2 separate regions of the Ctenopharyngodon idella genome follow, and region 2 is linked to region 1. The links are chromatin contacts, called in public Hi-C maps. All regions are on one chromosome and are shown on one strand. The core of a region is the stretch at or near the end of the contact, and the rest is flanking DNA. Distances in the headings are between cores, read along the strand shown. Region 1 holds the start of gria2b (glutamate receptor, ionotropic, AMPA 2b). Region 2 holds the start of mrpl18 (mitochondrial ribosomal protein L18).

The links. A called contact is a pair of places that touch in the nucleus more often than the background predicts.
Region 2: a contact with region 1 is called in a Hi-C map of muscle, with 2.4 times the contacts expected there. The contact joins the promoter of mrpl18 here to the promoter of gria2b in region 1. A contact is called at or near these places in 2 of 2 Hi-C or Micro-C datasets (both in muscle).

What each region holds. Positions count from the first base shown.
Region 1 is chr14:7,447,762-7,453,856 of HZGC01, forward strand. It overlaps gria2b (glutamate receptor, ionotropic, AMPA 2b), which reads right to left and starts at 2,620. Exons shown (of 16, transcript XM_051860478.1): 1 at 2,370-2,620; 2 at 2,131-2,271. The coding sequence starts at 2,454.
Region 2 is chr14:7,584,059-7,590,153 of HZGC01, forward strand. mrpl18 (mitochondrial ribosomal protein L18) reads left to right here and starts at 2,490. Exons shown (of 4, transcript XM_051860203.1): 1 at 2,490-2,751; 2 at 3,109-3,277; 3 at 3,416-3,650; 4 at 3,763-3,926. The coding sequence starts at 2,655. The coding sequence ends at 3,834. si:ch211-203d1.3 (protein phosphatase Slingshot homolog 3) reads right to left here. Exons shown (of 16, transcript XM_051860192.1): 16 at 4,565-6,095.

The DNA.
Region 1 (6,095 bases), core at 1,370-3,869:
ACTCCAACACTTTCTGAGAACATATTTCTCAGTGGTCAATTTGAATCGATTTGAAGTTGGGATGTGACAAACAACAGTATTTACATGATAGTACGAGTGCCATCAATGCCTTTCAGGTTATATTGTGAGTGGGTTGATTCACATCTGAGGATAAAAGCTAATAATACACAGCATCTTGCCAAAAGCTATATGGCTTCAAAGAAGAAGAGTCTCATTAACTGCATCTCATACCAAGGTGGCATATCTTGCAGTTTGTCTCATTACAACAGCCATTTAACACTAAGCCATTCGCAGTATCTGTTCTAGAGTTGTCATACTTAGTAACAAGAACATTCTGACTCATGCCTAACCAACAACACAGAACAAATGTCAGGTTTAGAGAGTAAATGTTTTCCAACCAACAAGACCCATGAAGTCTTCCATATACCAGAGACCAAAAACCTGTGCTGCATTACGGATCATAACATCGACTGTGTTCTTCACATGCTTCATTTTAAGTAAAGCACACCATGACTGCTCTACATACACATAGAAAGCAAGTCTAAATGATATATATAGTGTGGTCCAGATTAAATACGACTGATGAACACATTCTCCCCAGCTGCTTTTTTAAGGACACACTAAACTCTATGGGAAAGATGGAAAACGATAAAGCAGTGCCTGTAAATGCATAGTGCCATCTAGAGGGTTTTTATGTTCGAGAAATAAAAGGAACGACGCCTGAAAGACCTATTGTTAACCGACAACAGTCATCTTGGGAAAGAAATTGAGTGCTAAACTATGTTTTTCAATAAATATGCACTGCAAATGAAGTAAAACATTTGTAACCGTCATAGAATAGAATGCTCTCATAAGGTTGTTATGAGAAAATTCAGCAAATGATTTAGATATGTTTGTCTTTTTGAGAAAAATAATTGTTCTATAAATGTTCTAACTGAACCTCTTGAAGAGACTTTCTTCAACAAGAATCATTTTTGAAGTATTGCTTAGCAACAGCCCACTGAATACTTAATGAAATCCTTGAATATAAGTGATCCACTTAATAAAGGCTTCATTTATTCATCATCTCATAAAGTTCTGTCCTGATTAAATCTAACGCAGGTTTCTCATGCATCTTCTTTTTACAATTTTGACCATTTCTAGCTCAACAGGCTACTTAAGTTAAAACAGCAAATATGTGAATGCAGATCAACCGTATAGCCTATATTCTGACAGACCACAAAATAAAAATAAAATAAAATATTGTGCCATAGTTTCAAATGTCTGGATATTTAACGATATACATTTTGTCTGCATTATGAACCTCCTGTGTTAAGCGGGTATTTAATTCCGATAAATGGATACTCCCCCAAATGAATATTCATTGAATAACACAATCTGATTAACAATAAATGTTAAAGAGCTTTGGAACATATCTTGGGCAAAATGCGTACAAAATGTAATAAATGAATCACTTTTGCATTTCATAATATCTCATGCAGTTTATAACAAATATGTGATTGGGGTAGTCAATATTGACCAAATTTGCATCTCCATTCATCCCTACTTTTGCAAAACAACTACAGGTTATTAGAAAAATGCCATTGGTGTTTTAGCATCCCTTAAAAGCCTACTATCCCATTGAAGCCAAACATAGAGAAAGGTGTGTACGAGTAGTTAAATCTATATTTTGGTCAAAAATGACCAAAAAAAAAAAAAAGAGGCCATAGGTGAAAAGCCATAATCCGTTTCAAAATTGTGAAACTGTCCAAATCCGAATCGAATTCGACATGAATAAATAATATCCTATATCTTTTTCTAAATAATTATTTTTAGATATAAAAAAAATATTCTTAATAACGTCAAAAGCTTGATTCTAATAACAAAAACTATAGTATTTATGACGCTTTCTTTACCGAAGACAATAGAATGGTTAAGATGCTTTTGATTATGAGAGCTCGTGCTCATCTCCGTTACTGTGGAAACCAACTTCACATCCTGCTATAGGCTACACAAATTCCTACCAGTAGCTACACTGAAACTTCAGCATACAAACTATTCATTTAAATTGACAAAATGTATAAAAACGAACAGCTGTGAAAACTATACAATCGCATTTATCTGTATAAAAAATAAAAAGACATAACTTACAGCAGTTAGTTACAGCGAAACTGTTAGCTACTTCCAGATTGTCGATGTGAGGCGTCAGTCTAAATTCAGCAGTTCCGAACTGAACCATTCCGATCCGAAACGCGCTGTATTCCTGATCAGCTCCCCTCGGAAACAAGCCCCCTGCACGACACACACCAAAATATGTTTAAAAAAAATCATACAGTTCACATGAATTAAAAACGTTAATTTAACAAAAATGAAGCCCATATTAAACGTACCAATTTGAACACTTGGAGACCCTCCAGTTGACAACCCACATAAAAGGGAAATGAGACAAATCGATAAATTCTTAAACTGTTGCATCTCCACGACAGTGTGTTTACCCACTGTATGAAGGAAGTATTTGTCGTTTACACAGTGTTTAATCAAATCCGTAACATATTGAGGCGTTGCTGGCGAATGAGAGCGGCTGCTGTCTGCAGGTGGTTCCTCTATCGCTGACTCCTGCCTCAGTCCCGTTTCTGGAGGAATAATGCAGATTTATCTCTCTCTCTCTCTCTCTCTCTCCCGCTCTCTCTCTCCCTCCTCCCTCTATTCGCGCGCCTTCCTATGAGTTCATACCTTCACTAACATACAGGAACACTGCATATACACGGTAGGCTAACTGGCGACGAATGATAACGAAGAAGACACGTATTAACTAGGGACAATGATAAATGGATCTAAAACACACGTGCCAAATTCTTAATTTTTGTGTTTATGTTGCTTTCATACATTTTTGAAAAACCTTTAAACCAATTATAAACAATTTGAATTAGAATAAATAGGTGGTTTAACCATCATAGCGAATAAAAATACTAAAGTACCGTCCTTGCACCTTGAATACAGGTTTGAATAGGCTACTTGAACACATTTTCGAAAAAGTTTTCAAACATATTTTTCAAGGATATTACTGAGTCATGAAGTATGTGCTTTTTCCAAATAAGGTTAAAAAAAAAAAAAAAAATCTTGCCACACAAACAGGAGGGTCTAAATGGGTCTTACCTGTTTTGTTTTAATGTAGTCTCATGACAACAAAATGGCTTCCCTCATGTTTGTTACACCACACTGACTTTGATTTGGCTGACAAAAGTTTTTCAAATATTAATAACATGTTTAAACAAAATTGCTTCACTACTACTCAAAGAAATAATAATAAAAGAGTGTGCCAAACTACATTTCCAGCATTTTATTACTTATTTATTTTTTATTTTTTTACAAACTCTGGACAGTTAAACCGCGTAGTCTTTTTTGTATTATTATTTTAAGCCCAACAAAAATATATGTAAAAGAGAGAAAGAAAGTTTAATATCAGTTGAAAATGGACTTTCATGTATCCAAGATTAAAATTATAAAGGGGCTTCTTTGTATGATAGATATTCTGGTCCATTTCTCCTTTTAAAGTGTGATGACTCACTCAATGAGAACAGGCGATCGTAAATGAATGAATATTTTATAGTCATACAAAAAGCACTAAATGAAACGAGTTTTACCATTCATATAAGGCTAAATATAGAGAATAATCTCCATGTTATTACTGCAGTGTATGTAAGGAGGGCTGTAGCTAGGCATTCTGGGCCTCTTGCTTTTTCAAAATAAAATTAATAATTGTTGTGAGCCCCATAAAATTAAAAATTGGATCTGTGCGCCCTTGAGTCATTCCCAACATTCACCCCACTCTCTACCATGTACTAGAATACTGGACTTTATACTGGCCAAATCTCTAATGTATAGAAGTTGCATTGCATTCAGGACCATGGACAGGTCCCTCTCGCCTCCACAAAACAAATGACATGAAAAGTGACCTGATTTGATGAGCTGAACATATAGCCACTTCTTTATTCCTCTGGATATCCATGTCTATATTGAAACAAAGTAATTAAAATTTCATAAACATTTTGCATTGCACAGCTTTGAAGAACCTCCTGTGAGACCAGTCATTTTTCACACTATTTGTGCACCCATATGTATATGTATGTGTGTGGATCAGTTTGCATGACATTTAATACAACTAATAACCCTATAGTTTGTACCTCTGTCCCACAACACTTCAAGCCATAGTTTTGCAGTGTACATCACAGCACACTAAACCCCAGTCTCTGATGAAATCTGCTTTCATTGCTGAATATATAATGGCAATGAATCTCCTAATACTGCTCACAGATATCTGATTGAATTTTGGAAACTGTTCGGTTTTCTCCCCCTCCTTTTAGTGCAGACCACAAGCAACACCTTAATCATCCTCTTACAGCTCCCCAACCACTGTCCCAGTTTCATTCCCCTCGGCCCATGCTCCATACTGCATGAGTTGCTATAACAAGATCCTAGGCTACAAGGTCTTTCAGAGTTAAATTGCAAATATTAAAACTGTGCTCACTGAAGTGATAAATGGAAAATTAAATATTTCATGATGAAAAAATGACAATGTGTTTATCTAAAGAAAGGTGAGGATAACCATAACCCAAGAGGGGTTTTTAACCACGTTTAATCTATTTAGACTCATGTACAGTAACTTCTAATCACTTCACAAGCATATTTTAACTTCAATCAGTATAACTAAAATTCCCTGGAAAATCTGTCTGCATGGAAAGACATTATAATATAATATGCTGAATCTCTGTAAACTGTGGGGTTTATTAAAATTAAATTAATTAGTGAAATACCTGGTTTGATAAAGTGATCAGCCCCTTAGAGTATACCATTAATAACTTGCTAAACCAATCAACTTCCAGATCAAACACCATGCTAATTCCCCCACCTGACATCAATTGTAGTGGTTTTGATTACTTCCAGCCATAAAACTAGCTGTTTCTTGAAGACTATTAGTAGTGCATGGTACACAGCAAAATCACCAGAGTTAAATCAACTCTGCTCGGAGTACATACGGTCCCTCTCTAAATAGTGTTGAAGTAACACTGAAGCAGAGTTAAAGTTAATGAGATAATTAAGCGATTAATTAAGTGATGAATGAGCATTAGTGATGAACACCTGCTGTTAACAAGCAGAATCACTGAAGAAAAGATAATGCTCCTCTGCCGATATCTTGAGAGATATAATGTCTTTTATCTTCAGGTGATTTCATCTAAGACTGTGGCTGAAGTCAGCTGTAGTTCGTGCCTGTGTCTCAATGTGCATTCTATTCATCCTAAATAGTATGTGACATCAGTAATATCCAATACTATTTAGGGCGGATAGGGTGGATAGTATGCACATTGGGATGCAGGGCTTGTGTTTCTCTCTTCTTCATTGATTCTGCTTGTTAACAGCAGGTGTTCATCACTAATGCTCAATCATCACTTAATTAATCGCTTAATTATCTCATTAACTTTAACTCTGCTTCAGTGTTACTTTAACACTATTTAGAGAGGGACCATATGTACTCCGAGCAGAGTTGATTTAACTCTGGTGATTTTGCTGTGTACTGCAAAGAATTCACCATAGTTGGGAAAGTGTATTCAAAAGGCCTCTGGGATAAAGTTATAGAAAGGCACAAGTTAGGAGAAGGCTACAAAAACATTTTGAAGGCTTTAGCTATCCCTCTGAGTTCTGTTCAGAGCATCATTAAGAAGTGAAAAGCGTATGGCACCACCAACACATCACCTAGATCAGGCCGTCCGTCTAAACTGGATGACCAAGCCAGGAGTACATTGATCAGAGAAGCTACCAAGAGGCCAAAGGCAACTTTGAAGGACTTATTATGCTTTATGGCTAGAACTGGGCTGCATTTCCCAAAAGCATCGTAGGCCTAAGTTGATCGTAGAGACCATCTGTGGCAATTGTTCTACGATCAACTTAGGCTTACGAGGCTTTTGGGAAACCCAGCCCTGGTCGGTCTGTGCATGTGAAAATTATCTCATCCAAATTATTGAGGAAAACCTGCATCCTCAATCTGAGTTGAAGGGTTTAGTCCAAATTTTCTAAAGAGAACACATGGCTTCATATGATAAACAGACTTAATTTAGGCT
Region 2 (6,095 bases), core at 1,240-3,739, 140 kb after region 1:
AATAAAATGTCTTTTTGTACAGGGACAGGGGAGTGAATGGGTTTTGAAAGTTAAAGGAATAGTCCATTTTCAAATAAAAATTTCCTGATAATTTACTCACCCCCATGTCATCCAAGATGTCTGTATCCTTCTTTCTTCAGTCGAAAAGAAATTAAGGTTTTTGATGAAAACATTCCAGGATTATTCTCCTTATAGTGGACTTCAGTGGTCTCTCCAAACGGTTGAAGGTCAAAATTACAGTTTCAGTGCAGCTTCAAAGGGCTTTAAACGATACCAGACGAGGAATAAGGGTCTTATCTAGCGAAACTATTTTCTTAAAAAAATGAAAATGTATATGCTTTATAAACACAAATTATCGTATCACAAGAGCTTCCACCAGAACACGATTCCGTATTCTTCAAAAAGCTTACGCTAAATGTCCTACGCCTTCCCCATTCAACTTACGGAACGAACGCGGCGCCAGTTCCGTTTTTTCCGTAAGTTGAATAGGGAAGGTGTAGGACATTTAGCGTAAGCTTTTTGAAGAATACGGAATCGCGTTCTGGTGGAAGCTCTTGTGATACGATCATTTGTGCCTATAAAGCATATACATTTTTATTTTTATTTTTTTTATAAAATGACCGACCGTTTCGCTAGATAAGACCCTTATTCCTCGTCTGGTATCGTTTAAAGCCCTTTGAAGCTGCACTGAAACTGTAATTTTGACCTTCAAACGTTTGGAGGCCATTGAAGTCCACTATAAGAAGAAAAATCCTGGAATGTTTTCATCAAAAACCTTAATTTGTTTTCGACTGAAGAAAGAAGGACATGGACATCTTGGATGACATGGGGGTGAGTAAATTATCAGGAATTTTTTATTTGAAAGTGGACTAATCCTTTAAAGTAAATCGATTAAATATGACAGTAAAGCCTTTTCCGTTATTACAAAACATTTTTAGTTCAAATAAATGCTTTCTTATAATCATATTAGAATGATTTGTGAAGGATCACGTGACACTGCAGACTGCTGAATGTGTTTAAACTGTAATAATAGTTCACAATAGATTGTTTTTACTATTTTGATAAATGAAGCCGTATATATAATGTGTCGTGTTGCTTTCAATTTTGCTCAAAAAGCACATGAAAGAAAGTTTTCTTTTGTATTCAATAATCTTTCCTTTCCTGCACCAACCTTGACATTTTTGTAACTAATGAGTCCATTGATTTTCAGTTTTAGTTCTGTCAATATGAAGCAGTGGAGCAGGTAGCAGACAAGGTTTGTGCTTGTGTGAATGAGTAGCCTTCTGGATATGGATACATATACACACATCACGTCCAAGTTATTGACCTGGAATGCAGGAATGTTTCATTCTATTCTTTTATTTCCACTTGAGGCTCTCAACATTATTGCAATAGTGTGAGTTCTATCTTATTTTGCTTCGAATACAGTAGTAAAGTGATTTGTCTTTGGTCCTTTCGGTTGTATATTCCTGTAGGTTGAATTTAAATGGGACAGAGGTAGGCTATATTCTTTCAATAACAATCTCTATTGGAGTATGAAAAGGGAATGCATTTTAATTAAACATTTTTTTTTCAAAGGTGGGGGGGTTAATTTAAAATGAGAGTGTAATGTCATAATTTGCACACCTGCGAATACCCCTCTCCAAAAAGGTTTCTAATGGTCTCAAGGAAAATATGGGTAAAGTGCTCAACATTAGTAGCTCTTGCTGAGAGCAAGAATTTGGGTTACAGGAGCATTCTTGTTCAATTGGCAAGAGAGCCATTTATTTTATCTAGGGGCACAGCCTCTTTACAGCATGCTAAAAGTGCAGCACAAACAAATTGGCCAAATTAAAATGGCAAGCCATGCAGAAAATCCCTTAATGTCCAGGGGTGAGCCCACCACTGCCTGAAAATGTAGGAGTGGGCTATAAGAAGCTCTGGAGATTGAGAGCGAAAAAATACTGTTTCAATTGAACTATGAGACATGCTTTAAATCAAACAGGTGTAAGAGTATGTTGATTCACACGGTTCATCACAAATTTATTAATAATCAAAATGAATGAATATAGGAATATTTTATTATTTATTAAATGAGCAGACGTGTGAATATTAGCCTACTAACCCTCGACTTGACATGACATTGACAAAAGACATGACACTTATTTAACATGTATATTTAACATAAGCACAGCCAACCAGTGCTTCAAAACAAGAATACCATGACATTACCATAATACATGACCAAAAAACCATGATAGCACGGTAGACGTCGGATGAAGGTTTCTTTTCCAGGATGAAGGGTACTAGTGCCATCTCGTGGACAGTATGATAATATCGGAATATCTAACATTTTAAATAAATTGTGGTTTAGGACACTAAAGAACGATTCATTATAATACATTAACTTTCCTTCTTATATAAAATAATTAAAAACAATGTTTTCGTCATTATTTTCATTCATTTAAAGATTTCTAAGCGGAACCCAAGTGAAGCCCAACGTTTTCCCCGGAAACGCGGAACATTTTTCGTGTGACATCAAAATGGCTGCGCACTAGAAAGTGGTCAAATTCTTTTAATAAAAAACGAAGGGTCATGCTATATCCGTTTGAACAGAAACAACTATAATTTGTCACCAGAATTGAAGGTGGGTTTTTTTTTTTTTCAGCTGTCAAATGGCTTTGTTCAGTGATGTCTGCCGTAGTGTTCGCACTCTGTTAGGTCAATGTCAGAGATCTGCGGCTGCAGCGGCGTGGATTCATTGTCAATCATGTAAGTAACTATATAACTAGACACTTCAAATAATAATTTTACTCTCTTTTTTTGTGTAAACTATATTATACAACCGACAGAATGGCAGTAAATTTGGAGATGCACAATCTGCTCTCAAAAAGGAGTTGTGTGTGTGTGTGTGTGTGTGTGTGTGTGTGTGTTTCTCAGAACACCCCATTTTGGATCAAAAGTTTGACCTTCTGTATCACATATTTGATTGACTTAGAAATAGAAGGGGGGAAAGCAATATCAAATGGCTGGATCCTCTCAAGGGATCAGTAGTTTTTTTTTTTTTTTTTTTTTTTTTTTTTTTTTAAATAATAATAATAACGTTTATTATGGGTCTCTTTCCACCAGCTCGGAAATACAGTCAGGCGGCACCTGAGCCAGAACCAGTGGTTAGTGATAATGAAGCCATCAATAAAACATTTGTTAACCGAAACCCAAGAAACCTGGAACAGATGGCCCTTGCAGTGAAGGATCGAGGCTGGGCTACAGTGTGGCCCTCTAGACAGTATTATCACAGGTTTGTAAGCATAGTAAAGTAGTTTAAAGGAATAGAAAAACATTTACAATAAAGTTTTGCTGAGCACAGCCCTACTAACAGCATCCTAATAGCACCTTCCTGTACATGTTTATTGAACTTATGCCTTTCCTTCCTCAGGCTGGTGTTCAGGCGCACACAGCATCACATCACAGCTGAGGTGTTCTCAAGTGACTCAATAGTTCCTGTGCTGTCTTGCTCCACGAAGGAGTGGGCATTAAAGCGCGAGCTGTGCTCCACACGGTCTGTAGCGGCTTGCCGTGCCGTAGGTGAGGTGCTTGCTCAGCGGTGTCGTGAAGCAGGCATCACACGGGTTGTTTATCGAGAGATACCGTGGAAGTTTCGCTCGGAGGCCGTGAGTCACTGAATGCATTTCAGCTTTTTAGAGTCTTCAGATATTATATAGATTGATGGCCAAGTATTGATGTAAGTGCATAGACTAATTCATGCCATTTCTTCCACTGCAGAATCAGACTTTCTGGACGGCCATGAAGGAGGGTGGTGTTGTGCTTAGTGAACCAAGGCGAAAATTCATTTAAATAGCAGGATTTTTTTTTTCTATTGTTGGTATTATTACTACTATCCTGAATAGTGACTTTGTCTGTAAATATAAATATTCTCATCTTTCAAACTGTGTATTTATTGAGTCGATTACAGAAAGGTGCTCAAACCAAAAGATGCAACTAGACTGTTGGGATATGAATCGATAAATTAGTTTTCAGTTTGACTCAAAAGTGAAATTGTGAAAAATTGTATCATTTTAAGAACCTTATAAATACATTTTAAAGTTTTTTTTTCAAAGCGAGGCGAGAGAAAGAATGACAAACTGTTTGGTAGTGTCATTTGTGTACACTACTATGCAAAATTTGACGTCAGCAAGATTTTCTTATAAAGAAACACTTTTTTTTTTTAGTTAGCAAGAATTAAACTGATCTAAATTGAAGCCACTTATAATAAGACAAATTCATCTACACTTTTTTATTCATCATAAAATCATGATTTCCTCAAAAATATTAATCAGCACAACTGTTTTCAACATTGATGTTTCTTGAGCAGCAAATCTTCATATTAGAATGATTTCTGAAGGATCATGTGACATTGAAGACTGGAGTAATGATGCTGAAAATTCAGCTTTGCATCACAGGAATAAATTACATTTTAAAATAGGAAAGGGTTATTTTAAATTACAGCCTTAGTGAGTGTAATACTTCTTTCAAGAACATTACATATTTAAAAAAAAAAAAAAAAGTGTGGTACTATAAATCCGCATTCCAATTGACCAACACAAACAGTTATTTATTTGTCATCATTCAAGATTAATGCAGTTCTGTCTACATTTTAATCAATCCATAAACCCTAGATTCTTGCCTGGATACAATGCATGTTCTGTTCATCTTGTTCAAAAAAATATTGCTGTTTACAACTTAGTTCTATAGTTCGAATCATAATTTCCAGCAATATCTATAAAGCACTAGTTTATATGTTCTTTTACAATAGCAATATGAAGAATAGAAATATCTTAAAACCTGAAACACTCAAAGTGATGCAAAAACAATGAGATGGTCCATTAGATATTTCTCAAGCTCCCATTATAAATTCATTTTAATTTTTAAAGCACAGACAACCTTGTATATCAAATTAAAAAGATACACGTTTAAATCATAAATAGAAAAAAAAAAAAAAGCAACAGCAACTTTGATATTTAACGCCGTCTGATACCAACAATGGAACTCTGAGTTACATTAGAATAAAATAAATCACCATTTTTGAAGTTGATAAGGCATGGCACATTGTACATTAGGTGAGGAAAATCAGCACTTTGAAGGCTGTGAGCCATCATCTATAACTAATACATCATTTAAGACATTCTCGTGGAAAATAACTGCAAAACCAGTGGTATCTCGATACTATGAACATTCCACAACAACTTTGGTTTCACAACATTGGCACTTTGTGCAGTGACTATACACATTTTAACAATTGTTTTACAGCAGATTGTATATATACTTTATACATACAGGACTCGTGCTTCACAAAGACAGGCTTACATACAGTACAAACAGCATGCATACAGTTATGAGACATCATGCAAAGACACAAATCAACCACCCCTATAGCTAAAGACACATGTATTAAATAGGAGTTAGTTGTGTTAGTTTTAACTGCATGAATATTAAAACCAACAAACGTAGTTATTTTGGTCCACCTCTATAAACTAAAGGCACTGAACCATCATGCAAAATGACAAACAGATTAAATAAGTGTGGCACTTTTTTTTTTTTTTTTTTAGGAAAATACTCAGGTTTCCTCTCAGGTTGTTTCCTGCATACTGTACAGGTTAAAAACAAATATCAGACAACATCTGTTTATTGAAAAAGACGTGGAAAATAGCTCCAAGTTTTAAAAACACACCTGCCTGACACATGATTATAGCATGAATAGCAACATCTGTCTAATAACTACACTACTGTTCAATGGCTTGGGGTCAGTAAGATTTTTATAATGTTTCTGAATGAAGTCTCTCACAAAGCCTCCAATTATTTGATAAAAAAAAATACAATAAAAACAGTAATATTGAGTATTATTATGATCTATAGTAATGCTTAAAATAACATTTTTACGTTTTAAAATATAATGTATTCCTGTGATGGCAAAGTTCAATCATCATTACTCTGGTCTTCAGAAATCATTCTATATGCTGATTGAATGCTCAAGAAACAGTTATTATCAGTGTTGAAAACAAGTTGTGCTGCTTCATATTTTTATTTTAACCATGGAATACATTTTTATATTAAGTTTT